4 separate regions of the Mus musculus genome follow, and all the other regions are linked to region 3. Evidence: chromatin contacts called from public ChIA-PET, HiCAR-type and HiChIP or PLAC-seq data. All regions are on one chromosome and are shown on one strand. The core of a region is the stretch at or near the end of the contact, and the rest is flanking DNA. Distances in the headings are between cores, read along the strand shown.

Region 1 (6,178 bases), core at 3,003-5,502, 73 kb after region 3:
GGTTCATTTAGAGAAACAAAATTACCGAATTTCACATCCTTCATTTTCAGAATGTAGGTAATGCCCTTGACTAAAATATTCTACTCAAATATACAGAAGGCAACTGTTGATTATAGCCTTGAGGATTTTATCGGAAGAAATGAAACTATGACTTCAAGGACTGTATGAAGTACTTAGAACATGCTATCTGTGCTCAGCTCAAAGAACAGGGGACTGTGAATGTGAACGAAGCAAAAGCCCTCATAAACTGATGTACTTGAACTTTGGCCCTTGCTGGTGGTGCTGTTTGGGGAAGTGCAGGAAATTTTAGGATGTGGAACCTTGCTGGAGAAAGTACATGGGTGGAAATGGGCTTTGAGAGTCTATGGCCTTGTCTCATGACCAGTTGGCTTTCTGCTTCTATCCTGTGCCTAGAATGTGATCAGTTAGCTTCCTGCTCTGCAAGCCTGCTGCTGGGTCTCCCCCAATATGATGGGATTTCTCTATAGCTGTAAGCTAAAATAAACTCTTAACTTCCTCTGGTAGTAGTATTTTTATCACAGCAACAGAAAAATAACTAATACAGATACCAACCTACAGAACCTATTAAAGCATTCATCCTGAGGGAGTTGAGCCCTTCCTACCATTATACACATCCTCTTGGTTTATGGTATCTATTTAGAGGAGGACTCCTAGCTGTTATTAGAAGCTTTAAAGAGTCTTTAACAGCCTACATTTTAATACAAAAGCCAAAACTTAACCTTACAAATCACAAAAACTCCAAAGCAAAACAAAATAAACAAAACGAAATAAAACAAACACTCCACTAATGAACACAAAAATGAACATCAGCAAAGAGTGTGAAATATCCTTATATTTCAAAGGAATAAAACCTTTGATTTTATAATGTAAAATCTTATCAATAGGACTATTAAGGTTCTCTTGTTTATTTGTTTGTTTATGTATTTATTAATTTTTTTATTTTTAAACTTTTTATTAGATATTTTCTTCATTTACATTTCAAATGCTATGCCGAAAGTCCCCTATACCCTCCCCCCTCCCTGTTCCCCAAACCACCCATGCCTGCTTCCTGGACCTGGCATTCCCCTGTACTAGGGCATATAATCTTTGCAAGACCAAGGGCCTCTCCTCCCAGTGATGGCTGATTAGGCCATCTTCTGCTACATATGCAGCTAGAGACACAAGCTCCAGGGGGTACTGGTTAGTTCATATTGCTGTTCCTCTTATAGGGTTACAGACTCCTTCAGCTCCTTGGGTACTTTCTCTAGCTCCTCCATTGGGGGCCCTGTGTTCCATCCAATAGATGACTGTGAGCATCCACTTCTGTATTTGCCAGGCACTGGCATAGTCTCACAAGAGACAGCTATATCAGGGTCATGTCAGCAAAATCTTATTTGTTTATTTATAATGATAAGAAATTGAATTGTTTTTCATGAAAGGAAAAAAGGTGTTACATTTCTACTGTTTGAAAGTAGAATTATCTCTTCTAATATCACTGGTTTCTGAAATAATTTTGAGTGCCAAGATACTTTAGGAACAATTGAAAGTGAGGAACTTTGTAACTATCTACCTGAACACTCAACTTTGTGTTTACTTTCAAGGAATTGATGGTCCCCCTGATACCACGAGGGGCCCTATGCTTGGCGATTCTGCTTTGTCTCAATCGATGAAGCAATGAGTGTGATACAATGTGGATTTATCATGTGATTTAAATTTAAAATTTTAGGCATTCCCAGCATCATTACGATGATTTGAATGATAGTGACCACCACCATTCAGGACAATAGGAGCCCACAGGAAACTGAGCAGGGTTCTTACTTGGAAATATTTTTAAAGGACCTATTTAAGAAAAGTCTTCAAAGTGTTTTTACTCTTTTTTTTTTGAAAAATATGTAATTAACATGTTAAATGAAGATTATATAGTTATTTTACAAAGTTTAGCAATTTATAAATATCAAGCATTTATTACCTGTCTTTGACCTCCCCAATGAAGGCATCCCAAAGATACATAGTCTTTGCCCTATTGAAAAGGGTTGCCAGAGGCAATAATTCAAATTAACTCAAGTAAAAACCTATTCTTTTCTATATTCTGGGCTAGGAACAGGGGCAATGAACATAGAAATCAACTTCTTAGTTCATACAAAGTTAATGAGACGTGTCCTCTGAAGCTTGAGTACTTTTTTTGTAACCAAATTAAAAATACAATTTATTTTTAAGAGGAGTTTAAAAGACTGGTAAAAACTGTTCCTAGAAGCCATGCATTTCTTTTCTTTTCTTTTTTTCTTTTTATTAGATACTTTCCTTATTTACATTTCAAATGTTATCCCCCTTTCCTAGTTTCCCCTCCAAAAATCCACTATCCCCTCTTCCCTCCCGCTGCTCACCAACCCACCCACTCCCATTCCTGGTCCTGATATTCCCCTATACTGGGGCATAGCACTTTCACAGGACCAAGGGCCTCTCCTCCCACAGATGACCAACTAGGTCATCCTCTGCTACATATGCAGCTAGAGCCATGAGTCCCACCTTGTGTTTTCTTTGGTTGGTGGTTTTGTCTCAGGGAGCTCTGGGGGTACTGGTTAGTTTATATTGTTGTTCCTCCTATGGGGCTGAAAACCCCTTGAGCTCCTTGGGTACTTTCTCTAGAACCTTCATTGGGGACCTTGTGCTCTGTCTAATGGATGGCTGTTAAGTATCCATGAAGCTTGAGTATTGTTAAGGAATATGCATATTACTTTTATCCAAGCTATAAACACTATATTTGGTCTTAATGGGTTCTCCATATATACTTGCTACACTTTAAATGTTCTCACCAAAACAGATGTTGAAGTTTAATTCCCTTGTGAAAAATTAAAAGATGGGATCCAGTGATATCTTTTTAAAGCAAGGGGGCATGGGCAGAAAGCTCCCTCTCAAAACTGGAAAGGTGCCAGAACCATACTTTAATATTCCCCAACCTTCAGAACTGTGAGCTAAATTAGCCTTTCTTCTTTTATACATTAAACATCTGTGGTATTCAGTTACAGCAATAGAAAGCAGATTAAGACAACACTGCTCTTTTTCCCCAGTACCTCAGAGGTTTAGGCATACAAACTGATAGATGTAATTGTCACATCAAAGAAAGTCCAAGGTGATGGGTAGATAGTAAATGGAGAGCAACAGTCCTGCCATCTTGGGTCCTATGGACTTACTTTAGAGAGAAGTTCAGGAGGAGGAGGAGGAGGAGGAGGAGGCAGAAGGTCTAGCATGGGTTCTACGGGTGGAGGTGGTAAAGCTTCCTCATGGTGACTAACATCAATAGCAGCAGCACTTGCTCCATAACCTCCTGAGGCTGTACCCTGGCCATCCGAAGCCCTCAGAAGTGCAAAACGATCTTGATTCTGAGAGGACTCTTTCTGAGCCTGGATGGTTCTCTGTTCGGCTTCACTTATATCTGCTACCAGATCTGCCATGAGGGCATCTAAATCTTGGTCTTCCAGTGCATTTAAGGACTCTAAGAGGAAAAAAAAATAACAGTATCAATGTTTGAAAAACAAATCAACTATTTGTACCTGGAAAAACCTGAAAGCATTTTTTTTTTAAAGAGCAATATGTACATAGGTGGGAGTCATTATTTAAATTTCTATGATACAATAAAAAAGGTTGGAAGTATTTTTATGCAGTGTAACACATTCACATATTGACACTTCTAAAATAATACAATCAGTACATAGTGTAAGTAAGTTCCTAACAAGAAGAAAAGAGGGAAATGTGCTCTGCACTGGCGTATCTCCAGCTACAGTCAGAGTTGAGCACATGAGCAGATGCCTACATAGGGACTCTTGAATATTTTGGTGCAAGAGCCTTGGGCTTTGGAAGAGTAGAGGAAGAGGAAAGTGGAAATGGGTGGAGGGGGAGTTCTCCCACTGGTGGTCAGCTGGGTTTCACCCACCTTTAGGAAGTGCAGAGCAAACCTCTGGAAGCCCCCCATTTAACCGCCGAGAACCTTACATTCTGAAGTGCAGGATTAATGCAACAAAAGAATAAAAGAAAATAAAAAGGAGACTAAGTAGTAAAGATTTTGTGAAGGCAGTGGGCTCACTCAGAGAGCTTTCACAAGATAGAGAGAACACAGCTTTTTAGAGCGATGAGAAAGGAGGAGATTTCTTTCAGATCTCACCCAACTGTGAGATAAGGGCACATGCATACTCAGCAAGTTGGCTAGCTTGCTGGGATCAGAGGATGTGGCATTGGTGGATAACATCAGCAGATGATTGTGCTGGCAATCAGGCATTCACCAAGTGATGATTCAGTGACAAAGGATGGACGCTGTGCATGATGACCCAGAATGAGGAAATGGGAGTGCCAGAAATGGAGCCTAGTAAAAAGCAGAAAGCACTATGGGTCAGCTCCCTGCTGGACAACCTCAGTGCCATACAGCACAGCTCATCATTATAAGAGTTCTAGCACAGCACTCATTCCAAGCTTTGACCATAAAATGAGTGAAGCAGATTTTTTTATAAACTATTTTTGCATAAAAATATTATTTTTAAAAAATTTCAGCGATATGAGCCAAAACTGAAACTTGTTTATAATTTCCTAACATGGTCAGTCACAATTGTTAATGAAAAAATCTTTTAATAAACATTACTCTAAATAATTATAACTATATTGTATATAGTTATAAGCACTTTAGTGATAAAATCCCTACAATGAAATTTATATTACTGTCTAAAGAAAAGTTCATTTACATTAAAATGTTCTTTAATGCCTTATTAATCTGTCAAAGAGCTCAAAATGTATTGCTATAGCTTAAATGTGTTAGTATAGATACATTTTTACTAATCAATGTAGAATTGCATACTGAAGAATGGGGAATGAGAAATGGATTCCATGCTGAAGTCTGTTATTCTCTGAATTTTTAATTCATTTTTAGTTAACTTGTTTAACTTATTTTTAACTCATTTTAGCAATAACTTAACTGAGGGCAATAAAAAATGTATTCTAAACCTGGCAGTGGTGGCACACGCCTTTAATCTCAGCATTGGGGAGGCAGAGGCAGGCGGATTTCTGAGTTCGAGGCCAGCCTGGTCTACAAAGTGAGTTCCAGGACAGTCAGGGCTACACAGAGAAACCCTGTCTCGAAAAACCAAAAAAAAAAAAAAAAAAAAAAAAAAAAGTATTCTAAACAAATTTAACTTTCTATATACATTAGGAATTTGGTAGTTCTGCCCTCTCCCAAAGCCATCCATCCATGGGCATATTGTCCCCTTGTTGCCACATCGTAACGGACTGTGCCTGGAGATTTGTGGGTTTCTTTGACTCTATCATCTTTGCTACTTTTTTGATGCTAAATCCTAAGTGTTTAGAAAACCTGGAGTTTACTACAGCAGTAAGAACACTGACTAAACTTAAATTTTAGTGGAACTGATGATAAAGTGCTCATTTGTGGCACTTCCAGAGGCAGAGGCAGGTGAATCTCTGAGAGTTCAAGGCAACCATAGTCTACATAGAAAGTTTCAGGCCAGAACTCCATCATGAGGTGAGATCAAGTTAACAAAACAATAAAACTAGGAACTCCTTCCCAAACCAAACACCCACTGGAGGCCCTAAGTGGAAGTGTCTGTTAGACAGGGTTGTCAAAATGTACTAAGCAAAGTGTACTACTCTTTGGAAACTTCATGGATGCTATTATCTCAGTGACTATAGCTGGCAGGAATAATACATTTTGTTTTATGGTGAATAGTAGAGTATAGAAAATAAGTGTAGAAAAGAGACCACTAGAAAGAGGTGCATTATAGCTGACCAATCAACAGTCATTGGTGCCTTTGGGCTTATCATGAAAATACTGCAAAAGACAGAAACAGTGAAGCTGGGTGAGAAATGGAGACAGTAGCCAGGACTGGGGTTCTGTACTGAGCTTCTTTGTAACTTCAGTTGTTATGTTTTGGGGTCACTGAAAGACTTGGCTACTCTTTTCAAGAGTTCTACCAAGACTGCCCTTGTGGTTCAATGTCTGACACCAAGAGTTCCAGTGAATTCTCACTACCATGGAAGTGATTATTTCAAGATTCATCATCATTTCAATGATCATCAGATTAGTTCTCTGCAATAAATTGAAAAGAAGATCTTGCTATAAAGTAAAGATTTAATCTCCAGAGGATTGAAAGTTTCAAACAGTAAATTATATACAGATACA
Region 2 (6,773 bases), core at 4,173-6,672, 110 kb before region 3:
GCATACTTGTAAAAAATTAGACCTGGTGGCTGTAAGATGGCCTGCTTGTCTGCACATAGTGGCTTCTGGTCAAGGACGCAGATAAATTGACTCTGAGACAAAACTTGGCACATGTCACATTATCCAACCGTCCCCCTGACCGATGGACACATTGTCAGAGCTTTTTGTTGACTGAACGAGTGACTTTCACTCCCCCTGCTATCCTCGATCTCACTACTGCCTGAGACTTCACCTACTCATCATTGTGCTGACATTCTGGCAGAAGGAACTCATACTCAAAATGATCTGAAGGATCAGATCAGCCTTGGCCTGAGAGTTTGAGCTGGTACACGGATGGGAGTAGCCTGGAGGTTGAGGGTAAGCGGAAGGCGGGGACAGCAGTGCAGTGGTGGACAGAAAGCAAGTGATCTAGGCCAGCAGCCTCCCTAAAGGGACTTCAGCCCAGAAAGCTAAACTTGTGGCTTTAATACAAGCTCTATATATACAGACAAAGAGAGCTGTTGACATCTGCAGAGAAAGACCTAAGATGCTGTGGCTAAAAGAAATCAGATGGCAAATCTAACCGCCCAGGCATCCTAAAGAGCAATGATCCTGACAGTCTGAAGACTATCAAGTTATAGACAAATTAAGACTAGTAAAAAAAACCCTGTATAAAATAGTAAAAACTGAAGAAAGAAAACTAGTTCTCTCATGAAAAGACAGACCTGACATCTACTGAAAAATAGACTTTACTGAAAAAATATGTGTATGAATACCTTCTGGTTTTTGTGAACGTTCTCAAGATAGATAAAAGCTTTTCCTTGTAAAAAAACTGAGACTACTCAGATAGTCATCAAGAAGATTATTAAAAATTTTCCAAGGTTCGGAGTGCCAAAAGCAATAGTGTCAGACAATAGTCCTGCCTTTGTTGCCCAGGTAAGTCAGGGTGTGGCCAAGTATTTAGAGGTCAAATAAAAATTGTATTATGTGTACAGACCTCAGAACTCAGGACAGATAGAAATAATAAATAAAACTCTAAACAGACCTTGACAAAATTAATCCTAGAGACTGGCACAGACTTACTTGGTGCCCCTTCCCCTTGCCCTATTTAAAACTGAGAATACTCCCTCTTGATTCAGTTTTACTCTTTTTGAGATCCTTTATGGGGCTCCTGTGCCCATCACTGTCTTAAATGATGTGTTTAAACCTATGTTGTTATAATAATGATCTATATGTTAAGTTAAAAGGCTTGCAGGTGGTGCAGAAAGAAGTCTGGTCACAACTGGCTACAGCAAACGAGCCGGGTACCCCAAGGACAACTCACCAGTTCCAGCCAGAGATCTGATCTACGTACACCTGCGTCATGCTGAGACCCTCAAGCCTCACTAGAAGGGTCCCTGCCTAGTTCTGTTTACTAATCCGCCTTATTCTGTTTTTGTTCCCATGTTAAAGATAGAGTAAATGCAGTATTCTCCACATAGAGATATAGACTTCTGAAATTCTAAGATTAGAATTACTTACAAGAAGAAGTGGGGAATGAAGAATGAAAAATTACTGGCCTCTTGTGAAAACATGAACTTTTTACCTCGGAGCCCACCCCCTCCCATCTAGAGGTTGTTCTCGGAACACTCCTAAACTTTTCACCCCAAAACTCCTCACCCTAAAGTTCGACCAAGAACATTTTTGAGATAAAGGCCTCCTGAAACAACCTCAAAATGAACCGGGTACATTGCCAAATGATAGGACATGACTCCTTAGTTACGTAGGTTCCTTGATAGGACATGACTCCTTAGTTACGTAGATTCCTTTGGCAGAACTCCCTAGTGATGTAAACTTGTACTTTCCCTGCCCAGTTCTCCCCCTTTGAGTTTTACTATATAAGCCTGTGAAAAATTTTGGCTGGTCGTCGAGACTCCTCTACCCTGTGCAAAGGTGTATGAGTTTCGACCCCAGAGCTCTGTGTGCTTTCTGTTGCTGCTTTATTTCGACCCCAGAGCTCTGGTCTGTGTGCTTTCATGTTGTTGCTACTTTATTAAATCTTACCTTCTACATTTTATGTATGGTCTCAGTGTCTTCTTGGGTACGCGGCTGTCCCGGGACTTAAGTGTCTGAGGGAGGGTCTCCCCTCGAGGGTCTTTCAGGGGGATCTGTGGTGTCAGGCACCTGGCTCTGGGAACGTGGCTTGCTTTTCCGTCCCTTGTAGAGTTCTCTACTGGGTCGCTAGAACAAGCCCCATTCAACCAAAATAAGATGCCTATCACAGTCCCACACTCTGTTAGGAACTTTTCACAGGAATTGGAGAGGTTCCCTTCCCCTCTGATATATGTGACAAGATTTAAATCTTGACAGGCTGTAAGGGTCACTTTAGGACCTTCCAATATGGAGGGTTAGTATTTAAGAAATTGGCTGTCAGATAGCCACTGTTTCCCCCAACTACTTTTTAAGCTACAGGGATCAAAAACCCAACGACTGTGACTGCCCTGAGACCACCTGGCCACCCCTTGTCTAAGTCTGTACTTTGATAACATACAAATTGTGTGACTATACCTGAAGCTACCTACTTTCTTTCTGCCACATACAGATAGAACATGCACTGAATGCATAGTTCTAAAGTAGGAGCCTTGGAGAGGGTTCTTTTAAAATGCTTCTGAAAAGCATGCTGAGATTTGGGGATCCATGGAATATTTGAGTTTCCCTTAAAGCTTGATAAAGAGGCCTAGCTGGTCTGGCATATCCAGGAATCCAAGTTCTGCAATATCTAGAATGCCTAGGAAGGCTTGCTTAGTTCAAGGTTTAAGGGAGGGTGGGGTGTAAAATACCTTGAGATTCCAAGGCTTGATGATCTTTCGTTGGTACGGTGGGCTGATCTTGAGACACCTATTTTCAGCCAAGAAATTTAAGAGACTGGGTGGGGGCGGGGGTGCTGGAAGATTAAGTTTTTATGGCCTACCCAAAAGAAGACCATCTACATGTCAGAGCACTGTGGTTTGGTGATGTGTCTGATCTTTCCGGTCTTGAAGAGGGGTAGCCCTACAGATGTGGAGTGTTTTCATTCCTGTCGCATGAAAATTCAGGAAACTTGTCCTGTTTGGCTCTTTAAATTCAAACAGGGGCTGCTGTGCTGTTATAGAATAGGGGGGGGGGGGCATCCCTGAGTTCTTCCACTAAATAGAAGGTGATTGCTTGAGGGAATCTTGGGTCATCAGTGCATAGGGACTGGGGACCACAAAATGCACAGGGCAGCAGCCTCACTAAAGAGAATGAACTTCTGACAGTTTCTGGTTGTTTGGTCCCTTCTTGGATTAGGAGGTGTGGCCCTCTGGCAGTAGGTATGGCCTTGTTGGAGGAGATATGTTACTAGGGTTGGTCTTTGAGGTCTAAGAAGTCTGTGCCAGGCCTAGTGTCTGTTTCTCTGCTTTTAGTCTGTGATCAGGATGTAAGCTTTCAGCAACTTGGGCAGCTGTCCTGATCCTACTTGTGTTCTTCCATCTGTTCATACTCCAACAACCGTTTTGACTTCCACTGAGTGTCCTGGGGGAAGGAGTGTAACATTTATTTTAGCCAAGACACCTCTTCCCTTAAGGGGAGCTGGGGTCTCAGGGACTATTAAAGATAAAAATGAAGATCTCCCCAGGAACAGGCAAGAGGCTGAGTAATATATCTTTCAAGGGGCTGACTGATATATGCCCTTCATAGTAGAATTTTGTTGGGATCTAAGGCCAGGGGACTTTGAATCAGGCTTACTTAGGACAAGGGATCTGGTGTTCTGCTACAGGCAAGATTGTACCAGGCTCCTCTGGATAGACTGGCATAGTGTTTTGGGGAGGCTCCAGGCCCATTGGGGTAAAAAGATGACTTTAGTCTATAGACAGATTCTGAATGCATGGAATCTTCTAGTGATTGTCTTTATAGATGAAATGGGTTCTGGGGGCCACTTTTGTCTCTGAAACAGTGTTGAAGATGGCCTTCTCGCTCACGGAGGAAGCCGACCTGACTTAGAGCACTGACTGCTTCCTAGAGGAGTTGGGTTCAATTCCCAGCACTCACGTGGCAGCTAACAACCACCTGTAACTCCAGTTCTAGAGGGTCTGACGCCCTCTTATGGCCTTGTCAGGCACTGCATGTACAAGGCGCACAGACATACAAATTCAAAACGTCAGTTCACATAGAAATAAAAACAATAAAAACTCAACATCTTCCTCCCCTCTCCTTCCTTCCTTCCTTCCTTCCTTCCTTCCTTCCTTCCTTCCTTGGAGGAAGGAGGGCCTTCTGGGCTGGACTGTGTTCCTGGAAGAGTTCCTATGGTAGCTGGCAGTTCCCTGTGTTGCTTGTCTGCCTTTCTTTATCCTTTCCCCCCTGCTTCTGATCTAGGTTATAGAATACCACAGTAGGCGAGCCAAATCATTTAGTGGCTTGCTTGGCACAACAATCAAATTTCTGAAGACTGTTTTAATATCAAGGGCTGGCTGAGTAAAAATGTTATCTTTTGAGAGGACCTCTTTCTGTAATCTCATCTTTATGTTACACTTTTTCATGGCACAGCCTCAACAGGAAAGCCACACGGGTCTCCTCTTTTCCTTCTGGCAGATAGTAGTAATTTGTGAGTGATTTAAAGGCTTAATTTTGGTCTCTCAGAGACTCTAAGGTAGAATAGAGATAATGCCTTCTATTCTGGACCCCCACCTAACATTAAGGCCCCATTTAGGAACTTGTATAGGGACCACCAGCTAGCCAGTTGGGTTAGTATTTCTCCCTTTCCCCCGGGATATTTAGTAATCCACCCGCCCCCAGCCCCCAGCATATTCTGTTACCTTTTGTTTCTCAGATGGGGTCAGAATTTGTCCTGAGTAACATCACCTCTTTCCATGCCAAACCATAGAGTTGAGCAATATATTCAGAAGTTTATACATACTGGTTTTTGTTACCTGTGTACCCAAGTCCTATTTCATCTTTTTTAGCTATGACAAGACTCATATTTATTCGAGTGGTTTAACTGGGTCATGTGATAGTTACAATTTTAAAAGTTACTATTTGTGTGTGTACATGTAATATGTGATTTCCACAGCATGCCTATGTGGAGGCCAGAGGACAGCATGAGTCCATTCTCTCCTTCCATAGTAGGTGTTAGGGATCCAGATCAGGTTGGTAGGCTTGGCAGTATGTGTCCATCAGTAGGGCTCCTTTCCCTAACATCCTTGCTGGTGTTTGTTGTTAGTTTTATTTCTGTCTTTAATTAGCATGTATTAATTTTTATAGTAGTCTTGTGACATTTTCGTACCTGTGTATATTTTTTGAACATATTCACCCCCACCCTTACTCTTTGTTCCCCTCCCACTGGTGTTGACTCATTTCTTCCCAGCTTGGCCACCCAGTCCTGGGCAGTGATCATGCTGCTGTGAGCTCAGTCTTACAGCCCTGTCATGCTTGGAAGACAACTTTCCACAGCACTCCACCCATTTACTAGCTCTTACTACGGCTCCGGGGCGGGGGTGGGGGGCAGGCACATCTAGACTAGCCAGTCAGGAGTTGCCAAGAACCAGCCTCAGCTTGGAGAGGGTTTCTGAGGAAAGGGTGTCTGGGGGCGGTGAAAACAAGCGACCTGAAGCTGGGTACTTTCTTTTTCTCTGATTTACTTTCTCTAGATAGAGATCTCTAGCTGTGTTCTGCTCGAGATAGTTCTCTAAGCAGTTCTCTCTTGATTCTCTAAGAAAATTCTCTGGATAGCTCATGTCTTGTAGATCATAAACCCAGTCTTTTATTCTACATATCAATTCAGTCATTTACTCCAGGTTTCCTTTTGATTATCCTAAGAATCAGCATTCTGTCTCTCCAGCCCCTTAATTCTTGGGAGAAAGCAAGTACACATTTCCTTTTAACTGCAAAAGAATTCAGAGATCTGCTTGCCTCTGTTAAGCACAGAGTGTTAAGTTTGTTGGGTGGTACCCTGTCCATTTCTACCACACACTGGGGTTTAACTTTGTTCTGTCCCAGGCTGACCTTGAACTGTAGAATCTTTCTGCTTTTGTAAGCATAAACAAAAAAATTAGCAGGGTGGAATCTCTTGCAACCACCACTTCCTAAATCTTTTTCCCCTTCCTTAGCATCTTTCTGACAAGTTGGCTCACCTCACAGCTGCTTTTGTAACTTTTCATTTCTGAAGTCCCTCATAATTTTATTGTATTCTTATATTTTTCATAGTTGAAAAATTATATATTTTTGCAATCATGGTTTTAGAGTTCTTTTTCACAGAGTTCAACCCCACAGGGCTGTCCTGAAAGTCGCAGTGGTTACCATGTTAGCCACAGCTTTGCCTCCCAGATTCACGCTGTCTCTGAAGTCATTATCATGAAGTCATTAATGTTTACAGGGAAAACCTTCTTTGAAGGGGGAACGTAAAATATGTGCATTATTATACAAACAACCCTTACACCCACAGCAGCCGTGGACACTTGTGGGGGTCCAGGCCTGTTGTCTCTGTACCTGGGGCAGGAACCATGTCATTCTGTCCCTACCAAGGCCATGCCGGACCTGGCAAGTAGTACGGTAGTCAGAGTCCACAGCTGCGTGTTGATGATGGTACTTGTGTTCTGGATAATTTTTTATTTATTTGTTTATTTTTATTTTGTCAACTTGATATGTTAGAGTTTTCTGTAAAGAGGAACTTCAGTTGAGAAATGCCTCCATCAGATTGTCTGTAGGAATGCTTGGATTTCATCCTTTCCTATCTGTAGCTTGATTTTTCTTTGTATTAATGCTCTAGCTATGGCTTTAAATACTGCATTGAAACAGTGGAA
Region 3 (6,724 bases), core at 204-2,703:
GTCTCCCTTTTTGCTCAAGGAAACGGATATGGATGCCAATGACAAAGATTCTTTCCAGAAAAACTCTTTTCACAGGTGAGGTTTCTTTTCTTTTTCCTTTCCTTTTTCTCCTTCCTTCCTTCCTTCCTTCCTTCCTTCCTTCCTTCCTTCCTTCCTTTCTATAGAGATAAAACCCCAAACCCTCTAAAGTCTAGCTTGCAGTATCAAAATGGATCCCTACAAAGCCTATCTTCCTCTAAGATTCTTCCTACATGCTCTCTTTCTCTTATTTGTTATTCTTTCTATTTAGAGCAGCTTGCATTTTCTCTCCAAATTCTTTTTTGGATAATCCGTTTTATGCATCTTGTTTAGTACAAGCCACATATTTATAAATGTTACACATCTCCTCCTAGTATAGAGTTTGATAAGTACACTGACATATGAAATGTACCAAATAGTACTAAAATTTAAGAGGTGGGTGATTATTTTTAAAATGAAAGATGAATTACTTATACAATTACTCGGTGGCCGGAAAGGTCTCCAAAACCCAAAGTGAAAAAAACACTAACTTCAAAAGTCAGTCTGCAGATACTGCCAGGTAAAGCACGGCACGGACTGACCCAACTCACACAGAAGCGAGAGTCATTTACAGGGCTAAAAACCAAAAGAAAATGAATTTGTAATCAAACGCAGTAGGAGACAGTTTTAAGAATCCGCAATTACTAATTAGATAATGATTTTACTTCAAAGAAGTCATAGGTCTCTCATGACACCCTTCGGCTCTTCTCCTTCTAGTGTCCTTCCAGCGCCTTTCAGGCGTGCGTTCTCTTGTAAGCACCTGCAGCACTGAAGTCCACCCTGGCTAGCATCACTTTGCGTCGCTACAACACCCTTTCCGAATTTTGAGGCTAACTGGATCCGAAACCCGAAATTGCTAGGAAAGTGAAAGCAGAGGTCCCTTTGGCTCTGGTTGTCCTCTCGACACACCCGGGTAGCCCCGGCTTAACAGGGCTGCGCTCCGCCGCTCCCTCTACCTCAACCCCAATGTCTTCTGGATGCCCGATCAGCAGCTCCGCACTTCTGGCCCCGCGACTAGTCCCACTTCCCGGGTGTCCCACCCAGTGGGGACTGCAGGCCCCGGCGCACGTGCGCATCCTCCCATTCATTGGATCGCCGGCTGTCATTGGCATGGTGACCTCTACGCCGCGGACAGCGCGCGCGTCCCGGCCTCACCTGCGCGCGGGTGTCCGAGGCGGCACGTGTTCCGAGAGGCTCCACACAGCCAGGTCGTTCCCGCCGCGGGCTCCCGACCGCGGTCGGCCTCCAGGAGCAGCCACGCCGCCAGCACGACCAGCGCATAGCCATGGTTCAAGTCTGAAAGTCGCGGCGGGCCGTAGCTCCGCCTCTGCCCCAAGCCCAAACCCGGAGCCGGAAGCTGGGCACCGGAAGCGCGAAGCCGCACCCTGTTCCCCACCCGGTCGCCTGTCCTCTTCAACCCTCCTCGGAGCCACTGGCTCTAGTCGGGAGCCGCGTCCGCTTTTATCCAGAAATGTGCGTCCGAACTGTTGTCCTACGCGGGACAAAGCGTGCAGAAATCTGGTTCCGGTACCTGCTAACCCTGAGGCCATTGTTTTCGCAATGCCAAGCTCCGAGTGGACGTGCCAACTTCCTCTAATTAGTCTACGCTGTGGGTTATTGTGTAACAGAAGCTAAGTTGACCTTATCTCTTAGCTTTTGGACTCTATCCTGAAAGCCTTAGAGATGTATACATGCATAGTTTAGCGGTTTTGTTCATGTCTGGATATGGGAGACCAACCCTTGGATGTAATGAACTACGCAAAATTAATTTTTTTTCGTTATCTTATCTCGCCGTGTAGACCAGATTGGCTTTGTATAGACCAGATTGGGTTCAAATTGACCATCCTGCCTCAGCCTATTGCTGCTGAGATTACCGACCTGCGTCCCCATTTCCAACTCTATTTGCTAATGCATACAGTGCAGCTCAGGATGCTCAAGAAAATGTTTTTATTGTCGTTGTTTCATTTGTTCATTTTGCCTGTCGCATGTCGGATTTATTCCGAAGTTGAAACAGCATTTTTATAACACTTTCATCAAATGATTATACATGCTCGTAATAATCTTACGCCATAATCTTAGGTGGAGGCAATGAGAGGCAAGCGCTGGGGAGACTGAAGAAGTTTACTGCCTTCCCATGTTGATGTTTTTTTTCCCATTCATTCATTAATTCATTTTACATCTCGACCCCCCTCTCCTCCCAGTCTCCCTCCTAGGAAGAAATAAACCAGCTGTAATTTTCTGAATCATAATTTTTTTTCTTGTTTGCAACACACTTAAAGAGGGTTAACCCTAAAGTTGAGCTCATTATTTTCTTATTAGGTTTCTATGTTAAAAATGGAGGTTATACATGTATGAAACTTGTCAAAATAAAACGTTTGCTGTTTAGGGTTTTGACTGAGTGGTTGGGTGTTTTCCTAGCATGCACAACATCCTGGGTTCCATCCCAACACCACAAATTACTTAATGAATGAGTGAATGAAATAATCAAATAGGTAGGCTTTGCCTAGATAAGTGTAGCAATAAATACTTTCATGTTCTTTTGACAATGTTATGACCTGTGGTATATTGTTATTGGTAATCTTCCTTTGCAGGTAGGGCAACAGGAATAACCCACAGGGAGAAGGATAGCAATCCACAATTCTGCTGGGCATTTTTTAATGTAAAAATTATCCAGATTAAAACAAAAGCCCTGGCTCTTAAAAAGAAGTTGTAGTGGGTTGTGGTATAAGCAAAAGAGCACGTTCCTAGTATAGTCAAGTCCCAGGTTAGACCCTCATTACCAACACAGACACAAAATCATTGAGCTGTAGTATCCAAGATGCAAGATAACTAGGAAATATATGTGAAGTCATTTAAGGCTTCTAACACTGTTGTGTAGCTAAACTCTGACTCCTAATAATCTATCAAGAAGACACACATAATTCATAGATGTTTCTTTTGACCCAACTAGGCTAGCCAGGAGAGGGAGTCTGATCCTGGAGCAGGTGTTTGGGAGCAGCTGAATATGGGTGCTGTGAACTGAATTGGGGTCTACGACATATGAACCTAATATAAAATATGAAAATAATGTGTTCAGCTTTAGGCCCAACATTTTTAAATGTAAGTATGGTGCAGAACAAGAAGAAACATAATTCACAAATTTGCAGTTGGTACCTTCCTAAGAGTCAATATTTGAAGGACATGGTTAGTTTCTTCAGTCTCCTTTGCATTGTCTCTAATCCACTCCTTATATTTAGGGTGTTGCACACGATCTAGATAATATGTTTTGTAAGCAGGTGATGAGGCACTCTGTCCCCCCCCCACCCCCCACCCAGGTACCAGCCATAAAGTGGATCTAGTATAAAATGAAATGAAGTTTGTTTTAGGGCATGGGAAGGGGGGTTGAGAAGGGAGTAGAGGCAGAGAAAGAGAGGGGACATTGGGGGGGGTGGGGAGGGAGAGAGAGAGAGAGAAGGGAAGAGGCCTACAGAGATCACTAGAGAGGGGGAGAGAGGACAGGGAAAGAGAAAGAGGCCAGAGATAATAAAAAGGGAGGGAGGGAGGGAGGGAGGGGGAGAGAGCCAGACAGAGAGACTGACTAAACAGTTCTTTCATAGCAAGCCTGGCTTGGACCTGAATGTTGCTTGGTGACTGTTGGGCAGAGCCTAGAAGAAATGCTAAAACTAGAAACAACTTTGATCTCTGTCACTGCACTTATGTAAACGAAACAACCAGTCTTGACAGGTAAGAACAGGTATAGTTTGTAATTAAACCATTTTTAAAACTGTCATCTTAGTTTTGGAGGGTTGGCTAGGCTTTTAGACATTTGTCATATTGATGATTTCATTGAAATATCTTTGGTAGGTCCAATAGTCAAGGAAAAATTATAAACATACTACCACATACCATTGCATATATGTCTTGGTTCAGGTACTACATGAAACATTCAAATGTTATTAGATAAAAGATCAGTGAATTATCAACACAACCCTACCTTAAAAATGCTAATGCTTGGCTATTGATGTCATTCTGATGTGCTTACATGTACACCTAGATATAATGGAGTGACTTGAAATATGTTAAATTGTTAGAATGAGCTATTTTAATGATACATCTTCTCACTTGTTTCGTTCATATTTTTTACAATAAAAGTATTCATTATCAGAAATAGGAAACATTTTTAGATGAATGAGGTATTTATTTACATTTAAATAGGTTCACTTTTTTCCTTTTTTGAGACACTGTCAGGCTGACCTGGAACTTAGAACCCATTTTTTTAGCTTCCCTAGTGCTTGGACTGCAGATGTGCATGGTCACTCTTACCGCTATTTTAATCTCTCTCTCTCTCTCTCTCTCTCTCTCTCTCTCTCTCTCTCTCTCTCTCTGTGTGTGTGTGTGTGTGTGTGTGTGTGTGTGTGTGTGTGTATGTATGCATATGTGTTAGTGTGCCCAGGTGGCTGGAAGCATTAGAGCTCCTAGATCTGGAATTACAGGCAGATTGTGGGTGCTAGTAACCAGACTCAAGTCCTGTGTAAGAACACTAAGTGCTCTTAACTACTGAGCTGTCTCCCAAGCCCCCTTTGCCTTATTTTTGAAGCATAGTGATAATATGGATGTTTCCTTTCAGAAAGAGGAAGAAAGAGTTGTCCTCCCTTATTTTTTAAGCTTTTTAAAAGTTTCTTTCTTTAAATACTTCTATTTAAAATTTTGTTAAAAACATTTTTTTCAATATTTTTTATCATATTCTTTTCCCTACCACAACTCCTCTCAGCTCTCCCTCACTTTCCTACTGACCCAACCTTATGTTCTATTTCAAAAGACAAACAAAAACAGAAAACGGGGAAAAAAAAACCCTCCAAAACTCTGGAAAAAAACAAAAAAAAACAAAGAAAAGTAAGACACCCCCCCCTCCCCAATACCACCAGGTATCAATTACAAAAAGCTTCTTGGTTAGGGGTGGGACTTTGTATCCACTTTCCCTTCACAGTGCTGAGGTTTGGTCTGGTTTGAACCTGTGCAGGTCTTGAGCTTGTTGACACAGTCTCTGTTAGTTCATATGCATATCAGTCCCTTTGAGTCTGGGCCTCAAATCATTCCACAAAATAGAAACAAAAGGTACTCTACCCAATTCATTCTATGAAGCCACAATTACTCTGATACCTAAACCACACAAAGACCCAACAATGAAAGAGAACTTCAGACCAATTTCCCTTATGAATATCAACGCAAAAATACTCAGTGAAATTCTCACAAACCGAATCCAAGAGCACATCAAAATGATCATCCATCATAATGAATGAACATCCAAGGATGCAGGGATGGTTCAATATACAGAAATCCATCAACATAATCCACTATATAAACAAACTCAAAGACAAAAACCACATAATCATCTCATTAGATGATGAGAAAGCATTTGACAAAATCCAACACCCATTCATGATAAAAGTCTTGGAAAGATCAGAAATTCAAAGCCCATACCTAAACATAATAAAAGCGATATTCAGCAAACCAGTAGCCAGCATCAAACTAAATGGAGAGAAACTCGAAGCAATTCTACTAAAATCAGGGACTAGACAAAGCTGCCCACTCTCTCCCTACCAATTTAATATAGTACTTGAAGTCCTAACCAGAGCTATTAGACATCAAAAGGAGATCAAGGTGGATAGAAATTGAAAAGGAAGAAGTCAAAATATCACTATTTGCAGATGATATGATAGTATGCATAAGTGACCCGCAAAATTCCACCAGAGAACTCCTAACCTTGATTAAAAAAAAAACTTCAGCAAAGTGGCTGGATATAAAGTTAATTCAAACAAATCAGTGGCCTTCCTCTACATAAAGGATAAACAGGCTGAGAAAGTAATTAGGGGGGCTGGAGAGATGGTTCAGCGGTTAAGAGCACTGACTGCTCTTCTGAAGGTCCTGAGTTCAATTCCCAGCAGCCACATGGTGGCTCACAACCATCTGTAACAAGATCTGGCACCCTCTTCTGGAGTGTCTAAAGGCAGCTGCAGTGTACTTACATATAATAAATAAATAAATCTTAAAAAAAAATTAAGGAAACAAAACCTTTCACAGTAGTCACAAATAACATAAAGTACCTTGGTGTGAATCTAACTAAGCAAGTGAAAATCTGTATGATAAGAACTTCAATTCCCTGAAGAAAGAAATCAGAGATCTCAGAAGATGGAAAAAAATCTCCCATGTTCATGGATTGGCAGGATTATTATAGGAAAAATGGCCCTCTTGCCAAAAGCTATCTACCTATTCAATGCAATCCATATCAAAATTTCAACTCAATTATTCATAGATTTAGAAACAGCAATTTCAAATTCATCTGGAATAACAAAAAAAAAAAAACAAAAACAAAACAAAACAGGATATCAAAAAAATTTTTAATAATAAAAGAACTTCTAGAGGAATAACCATCCCTGACCTCAAGCTGTACTACAGAGCAAATGTGATAAAACTGCATGGTATTGGTACAGTGACAGGTAGGTAGATCAATGGAATAGAACTGAAGACCCAGAAATGAACTCACACACCTATGGTCACTTGATCTTTGACAAAGGAGCTAAAACCATCCAGTGGAAAAAAGACAGCATTTTCAACAAATGGTGCTGGCACAAATGGAGTTTATCATGTAGAAGAATGCGAATTGATCCATTCTTATCTCCTTGTACTA
Region 4 (6,984 bases), core at 139-2,638, 99 kb after region 3:
TTGTTTCTGTCCTTGTTGTTCCTGCCCTGTACATTGTGTCTAGGATGGTGTACACTAAACACATGCTGTTCTACCACTGGCTGCATCACTCCCCCTCAGTGAGAAAGGCAATTTAGTTCTTTTCCTGAGTTTCTTAGTAAATACTGTTTTCCCTCTGTGAAGATACTGCTGACAATACTGTTGTTTTGAAGCAAGAAAGGAATTGAATTACTACATGCCCACACACATTCTAGGTAATCCATTAATTACAATTTTAAAGATTGCATAATATAGTTTCCCAAAATGGTCTTGTTAGCTTTTTCAGGGTACATTGTGATAGCTCCTATTTTTATTGTCATATATGGATCCATCAGAGGACCACAGCTTAGGGGATCACTGAGTGGCATGGGGCAGACCAGACCCTTCACCAGAGATGAGATGAGAGTTTTTAGCACTGCAGCATGGTAACCACTATAAAGAACTTAAATGCTCTGAGATTGAGCCAAGACAAACCTCTCCCCCTTGAACTGTACTTTCAGGTATTCTATCACAGCAATATGAAAGTCACAAAGGTAGGAGCAGAGAGAAAAGACTGACAATGCTCTTGGAGTAAGGAGCTGAGACCAGCAGCCTGGGCATATATGCAGGTATACAGCTGTCATCTATATGGACTTTGCATCCCGAAACAACCATATTCATCTGGGTTTTTACTATACAATGCTAAAAAAATGTCACCTCAACACAACTGTATTTTCTCCATCCATGAGAAGGGACCATTTCAGTGAGTTTCATAATAGTTAAATGAAAGATCATGTCAAATTTGCTTGCTAAATTGTTGCTGTATTGATTCTTAGCTAGTGGTGATAATGGGTTTCATTATTGGCATTGCATTTATACTTATGGCACAGAAATCTCACAAGGACTGTACAAGATGCAAGAAAGCACCTGTAGTCCATGTGGCTGAATGATATGAAGAGGTTAGAGCTAATCTTTGGGCTGGGTTTTGTATTTTCTCTACAGTGGTGGTTTTCAAATGCAGGTTCTCCAACTACCAGGAGTAAAATCATACAGACATGTTAGAAATGCAAATCTTGGGCTTCATCTAAAAACAACTAAATTAGAAACTCTGGGCTAGGAGGTTGAATAGCCTGCACTGTAATACTCCCAAGTGACTCTGTTGCATACAAAATTAAGAACTGCTGTCCTGTGGGTAGATGGCAAAATTTCAGACAGAAATTTGAATACAGAATGTAAAGAAACCAAGAGAACCAAAAAATATACCCCAAACCAAAATTGCTTTTGTTTAATATTGATGGCAAGGAAGATGGCACCCCTCATACTCCTTGTTGTCTCAGTGACATAAGATGCACTAGAAACCATAACACACTGTGTTGCTTAGAAGTACACAGGCTGACAGGAAACTGTGTTATGATTTATGTGCTGGGTATTTGGGTTCATTCTTATCATTTATGTTCCTGTCTTGAGTAACCACATGAACTTTTTTTTTTCCCTTTGAGACTGAGTCTCACTTTGTTGTCCTAGTTAACCTGGAACTCACTATGTAAATCAGGTGTCCTTGAACTCAGAGATTCCTCCTGCCTTTGCCTCCTGAGTGCTAGGACCAAAGGCATGATACATCACCTCAAGCTGTATAGTTTTGAAGCTAAAACTTGCTGGTCTTCTATAGGATGATGGAGTATCTCCTTCCTTTACTCTTACAGAGTCCTATTCACAGTCTAACTATGACAGTAGCTATGGTTTTAAACTTGGTTTCTAATCCTTCACTTTTACACTTCCAATCAGACACTTCTCCCATTAAGAAATTGTCTGTGGATAGGTCTATGTCCCATCCTTGCCACACCCACTCCAGTGAAGTCTGCATGACAAGCCAAAAAGCTTGGACGCAGTTCTGAGGCAGAATTTCATGGAAACTTAGTCTCCTGGAGCTTTGGCACCCTGTAGCATGAATGTTCCAAACTTATCCCTATGTGAGACAGTGAATGGATCTGTGTGCTTTCCTTCAATATTGTTTTTTTATAAGCAGCTCCAAGGAATGATTTGACATATAGCTAAGTTAGATTAGCCTCCACCAGTGTTCCAATATCCTAGGAAATCGTTGAGCCAACCTTAGACTTTGAATTTTGTAAAAATGGTACTCATTCAGATGAAAAGCCTCCATTGTTGACAGAGAGATAGTAAAAGAAATCAGGCATTACAATTTATTGGAGAAGAGCTAGAAACCTCAGGGCTAGTTCTACAAAGTCAATGTAGAATAATAGCCGAGTCACTCCCATGTGCAGGAATTTACAATGGCCTAGGAAGAAGGAAGGTTGTGGTCTGAGAAGGAACTAGAGTAAATACTTAGAATAACAGCTGAGTCACTCCCATACACAGGAATTTACAATGGCCTAGGGAGAAGGTGGATTAACTATCAGAAGGCAGGAAGTCCTTGCCCCTGGCTTCTAAGAATAAGCTGACCTTAGGTGAGGCTGTTTTTTATCCCAGTTGTAAACACTGATTTTATCCCAGTTGTAAACACTGCCTAGTTCCTGTTATCTTTTATGTATGCATTCCTCTGTTTTGTGTAAAGAGTCATTTTGCATTGGGCAACCTCAGTGTACCTTGGATGACCTTAATGTATCACTTAACTTCCTTGTTTTCTTCTTCTGTAATATAAGTCTGATGCTCACTTTGAGAAATTACACTCAGATTCAACACTCTCTCTGGTGTTCGTGTCTGTTTGTCACCCCACTGACTCCTTGCATACCTGAGTACTGGAACCCTGATTCTCCCGTGGGTTGAGAGACTAAGTCCAGTCCAAGGCATATCCTTTGAAACTGAGCAGGTCATAGACTCCTGGGGCAGAATTCAGTATGACACAGAGACAGGATATGACTGTGTGACAGTCACCTCGCTGGGTTCTGACAAAGAGCCTGGCTAGAAAACTTGACACTGGGAGGGTCTGTAAAAAGGGCTGATGCTGCTGTTCAAGTTTTTTCCAAAGAGGACTTTCCAGACATTGGGGAGCTAAGACAAGCCAGCTCTGCTGTGTGTGCAATGTTCAGTAATGCACAGAATCAGTGATATATAAAATTGCCCATTAAATGGTCAGTTTATGTCAAAATTCAGTACATAAAAATAGTACATTTAGACACCTAACAGATGGTAAACATCAAGAAAATTATTCATAACATACTGTGTTTTATTCTGAGTTGTTTTTCTTTGTTGTTATGATCAACTTAATTCCATATAAACTGTCTTTATAATATCCTACAATATTTATTTTTTAGAACCTTCATAAATTCATTTCTATACTCCAGGTAGATTATGAATGGCATTTATATATGTAATCATGTCAGAGAACCACAAAAAATGAACAAAATTTTTTCAATAAAATGTTAGCTTTAAAAATGTCATTTGGAGAATCCATCAGGAGGTTCAGGAAGTACAATTGTTATTAATCATATAGTTAATAATAATATCATCACAGTATAGAATACATGCTAGAATTCACAATTATGAGATATTTGTCATGGAACATGTAGAAGTCTGTATCCTTGAATAAGCCAACTATCTAAGAATGACCTTGTCTTTGAGCGCCACAGTAACTTTTTATTGCATAGTGGTTTAATAAACTTATATATGAAGTGTAACAGCTAATTAGAACATGAGCCAATCTATGAAGCAAAGAAGCTTATCTGTTCGTCTCCATGGTGAGGTTCTTCAGTTACTTTGTGAGGGATACTTACACACAGTTTCTTAAAGGGGAATTTTGATAAGTGGACAATGAGACCATTTGTTCCTTGACTATGTTTTTCTTTCTCTCGAGTCTATGATGCAACCTTTTCATTTATCTCCTTTCAGCTTCAAGGAAAGCCAGGTTTAAATGGAAACCAGAGTTTCAGAGTTCTCTGCTTTAGTTAGTCCACTAAAGCTATTTATATATTTAATTTATGTGTCAACAAAACAAAAGCAATGAATTAAGAACTTGCAATTATTCTTGATAACCATTCAAATGGTACCTGGGAGCTACTCTATCATCAGAAACATATTCAGTGTGAATATGGTAGCTGAGTGCGTCAGATTTGGGTTCAATGCCAACTATTCCATGATCTTGATTAACTTACTTATGTTATTGGGGAAAACCCACATTATTTTTCACTTGTAAAATGATGACAGGAAAACTTGATTCATAAATTATGATAATTGCATAAGCACAGTAACTATTCATAGTAGTGACTACACAGAGACCCTGGCAATAGTGATACTTGCAATAGAGGGCTGTGTGTCTGAAATAGACTAAAAATTTCCAGTTTCCGACAGTTGGGTTAGCTTGTGCTTGTTCCTAACTCTCCACTGGAATGACAAAATAACACGTTCGAACTCAAAGGATAGTAACAGCTGTTCATCCACTGAATCTACACCTTATAGTACAGAGAAGTACCTCTTTGGTTCCTCACACTGGTCTCAAGACCCTCAAAACAAGTAACCAGTGCCCAAAAAGCTTGGGACCTCACAACAGATACTAATCCAATCCATCAATTTGCCAATCGATCACAATCAAGAAAAGCAGAAAGAGAAATGTCAACATCTCGGGAAGATGTGCTTAGCACCTTAATGCTCATTTCTGACAGATGGCTTGTTGGCTTCAGCAAATAGCACTCAATGAGAGTTGAGGGTCTGACCACCTTCTAACCTGAAGGGAAGAGCTGCCTGTCTACACATTTGCATGATCATCTGGAGAGCCCTGTGCCTGGACTCCTAGTCAAGAAGATGACTAGCTACAGCCACTGAGAAAATCCAAGCAGCTTTCTGTGTTATCTTAGTCCTTCCGTTGAAATGAAGTAACAACCAAAGATCATCAAGTATTTGAGAAAAAAATAGGAAGATAGGAAGGAAGCCTGGAAACCAGAGTACTGATCCCTGAGTAAACCGAGCAGATGAAATACACTGTTAGAAAATTCTAACTCATAGCCAAGCGACTGTTGGTAATTGGTTGTGTTGAGTCAGTTTTCTTCTGGGGTATGCCCCCTGTTAGATTGCCCGTGTCCAGTGGTTGCTTCCATATCCCTGCATATCAGGGCAACACACACTGAGTTATGAGAAGAGCAGGAGGAGGAGGAGGAGGAAAAGTTGGGAGGGGAATGGGGGCAGAGGAAATAGGAAAGGTGAATAAGGTCAAAATATATCCTATGAAATTCTTAAAGAATAAATATTTAAAATCTAACTCTAAAAAACTCCAATGTATCTTTTGGAGAGACTGAACATGACATGACTAGAGTTGTTATTTTGAAAAGCAGTCTGAAAATTAAAAGCAGCCTCTTGATATTACTTATGAGCATCATGAATAAAATAAAGGGATTTGAGGATGGCTCAGCTGGTAAAGTGCTTGCTACATAAGCACAAGTCCTAAGTTCAGATTTCCAGAGCCCACGTTAAAGCTGTGGTGGCGGCACTGCCTTCAGCTCCAGTGCTGGATAGAAGCCAGCCCACCAATCTAGCTGAATAAGTTGGTTCCTGGCTCAGACACCCTGTCTCAAAACGTAAGGTGGGGAGCAGTTGAGTAAGACACCAGACACTGGTTTCTGGTTTCTATACACATGTGCACCTGCACACACATAGGAAAATGAACACACACTCATATATACCACACACATGTACTTAACATATATATATATGTATATATATATAAATTACAGAAGCTATAAAAAGCAGTTAGCATTATCATAACAGGCAGGTGGTCATGACTGTACATTTCTCGGTAAGGGTCACTGAGGCTCGGTTACTGTGAACTATCTTCCAGGGACTAGATTCAGAGACAACTGACTAGTTGGTACCAACACAGATATCTAGCATAAAGTGGAGTTTCTTTACCCATTATAATAGTATGTGCTATTGATGAATATAGGAATAGCTGATTGGTGTGAAATATATTAGAATAATCCACTAAATTAGAATATTAAAAGGCTCTGGTAGCAATAGTGCAACCTTAATTTGAGTATGTAAGATGCAAAGGTAGGAGGATCAGAAGTTCAAGGTCAATCTTGACTATGTATGGATGTTAAAGGCACTTTGGGCTACATGAAACTCTGTCTCAAAAGCCAGAACCAAATCAAAACGGTATACGGTGACTCAATATATGATCACCTTGATGTTTAAATGGACTGGCTGATGGAATAATCAATAGCTATTGCTGATTTTAAAAATCCTCTTAGTAAGGTTGAAATGGATGCTATTTTTTCTAACTCAATACAGGGTATTTACCCGAAACCAATGGCAATCACCTTTCTTCTGGGTGTGTGGGTCTATTTTCTAGGTTATAAAGGAGTTCACACACACACACACACACACACACACACACACAAGTAGGGGAGGATATTACAATTTAATCATAGTGCAATTCAAAGGAGGTTTTGGAGAAAAGAAGATCATGAAATTTGAACAGTAATAGCATAGGACCAAAATAGAGAATGGGATACAAGAGAACGCAGAAACTTATTCAAGGACATCAAAGAAACCAGAGCTTTATACTTTTACCAGAATCTGAATCAGAAAATAAAAGACAATTTTAATAGATAATTTTAATTTAGGGGTAGCATATTGTAGATTTTATTTCTAATTTTATCCCTAACACTTTGTTTTAGTATAACAACTTTCAATGACATCTAGATCTAATTGAGACAGTTAATGTAGGTTATACTAACCTATATTACAATAAACATATAGCCTACATAATAATAAAACTTACAATACAGTTTTGATTTTTTTTTTTTTTTTTTTTTTACGGATCCTAAGGGGAAATGAACTGGGAGGTATGCATGGTTAATTGATTTTAATCAAGTGTTCATGGACCATTCCAGATAAAACCTCAGTAAAAATGTCAGATGACAGTCCACTAAATCCTTTGGTTCTGTTTATCATCCTTTTTGCTGATGGGGGCTCTCTTGACAATGGCTTAGTTAAAGACATTCATGTTTCACAAATATTAGTAATGATACAGCTTTA

What was found. ChIA-PET counts read pairs in DNA pulled down with a chosen protein or histone mark. HiCAR-type assays count read pairs that join an accessible place to other places. HiChIP or PLAC-seq counts read pairs in DNA pulled down with a chosen protein or histone mark.
Region 1: a contact with region 3 is called in an H3K4me3 HiChIP or PLAC-seq map of bone marrow-derived macrophages, with 2.7 times the contacts expected there. The contact joins the enhancer-like site here to the promoter of Pdss1 in region 3. A contact is called at or near these places in 2 of 39 promoter capture datasets (hematopoietic stem and progenitor cells and neutrophils), 1 of 484 Hi-C or Micro-C datasets (natural killer cells), 4 of 115 datasets of contacts at active chromatin or transcription factors (the SCID.adh cell line, bone marrow-derived macrophages, effector CD8 T cells and 1 more) and 2 of 9 other capture datasets (adipose tissue and liver).
Region 2: a HiCAR-type map of embryonic stem cells shows a contact between it and region 3, with 4 times the contacts expected there. The contact joins the enhancer-like site here to the promoter of Pdss1 in region 3. A contact is called at or near these places in 5 of 39 promoter capture datasets (the C10 cell line, the HPC-7 cell line, embryonic stem cells and 2 more), 9 of 115 datasets of contacts at active chromatin or transcription factors (the SCID.adh cell line, bone marrow-derived macrophages, effector CD8 T cells and 2 more) and 3 of 9 other capture datasets (adipose tissue, liver and pancreatic islet).
Region 4: a contact with region 3 is called in an RNA polymerase II ChIA-PET map of effector CD8 T cells, with 12 read pairs. The contact joins the enhancer-like site here to the promoter of Pdss1 in region 3. A contact is called at or near these places in 2 of 39 promoter capture datasets (neutrophils and pre-B cells), 2 of 484 Hi-C or Micro-C datasets (CD4 T cells and pre-B cells), 4 of 115 datasets of contacts at active chromatin or transcription factors (the SCID.adh cell line, bone marrow-derived macrophages, effector CD8 T cells and 1 more) and 3 of 9 other capture datasets (adipose tissue, liver and pancreatic islet).

What each region holds. Positions count from the first base shown.
Region 1 is chr2:22,820,610-22,826,787 of GRCm38.p6, reverse strand. It overlaps Apbb1ip (amyloid beta (A4) precursor protein-binding, family B, member 1 interacting protein), which reads right to left. Exons shown (of 14, transcript NM_019456.2): 4 at 3,192-3,493. Among named protein-coding and RNA genes, the nearest start is that of Apbb1ip, 49 kb to the right of the region's middle. Within about 2 kb of position 4,252, at least 35 of the 459 cell types and tissues checked have an H3K27ac peak or open chromatin away from gene starts, as enhancers often do. A contact at or near this core is called in adipose tissue, bone marrow-derived macrophages and microglia, where this site is marked.
Region 2 is chr2:23,005,075-23,011,847 of GRCm38.p6, reverse strand. The region is part of intron 1 of Abi1 (abl-interactor 1); the gene reads left to right. Among named protein-coding and RNA genes, the nearest start is that of Gm52502, 6.0 kb to the left of the region's middle. Within about 2 kb of position 5,422, at least 122 of the 459 cell types and tissues checked have an H3K27ac peak or open chromatin away from gene starts, as enhancers often do. A contact at or near this core is called in the SCID.adh cell line, adipose tissue, bone marrow-derived macrophages and 2 more, where this site is marked.
Region 3 is chr2:22,890,251-22,896,974 of GRCm38.p6, reverse strand. It overlaps Pdss1 (prenyl (solanesyl) diphosphate synthase, subunit 1), which reads right to left and starts at 1,453. Exons shown (of 11, transcript NM_019501.3): 1 at 1,213-1,453. The coding sequence starts at 1,344. Gm52503 (a long non-coding RNA gene) reads left to right here and starts at 3,605. Exons shown (of 2, transcript XR_003953772.1): 1 at 3,605-3,780.
Region 4 is chr2:22,791,160-22,798,143 of GRCm38.p6, reverse strand. The region is part of intron 1 of Apbb1ip (amyloid beta (A4) precursor protein-binding, family B, member 1 interacting protein); the gene reads right to left. Among named protein-coding and RNA genes, the nearest start is that of Apbb1ip, 20 kb to the right of the region's middle. Within about 2 kb of position 1,388, at least 19 of the 459 cell types and tissues checked have an H3K27ac peak or open chromatin away from gene starts, as enhancers often do. A contact at or near this core is called in effector CD8 T cells, where this site is marked.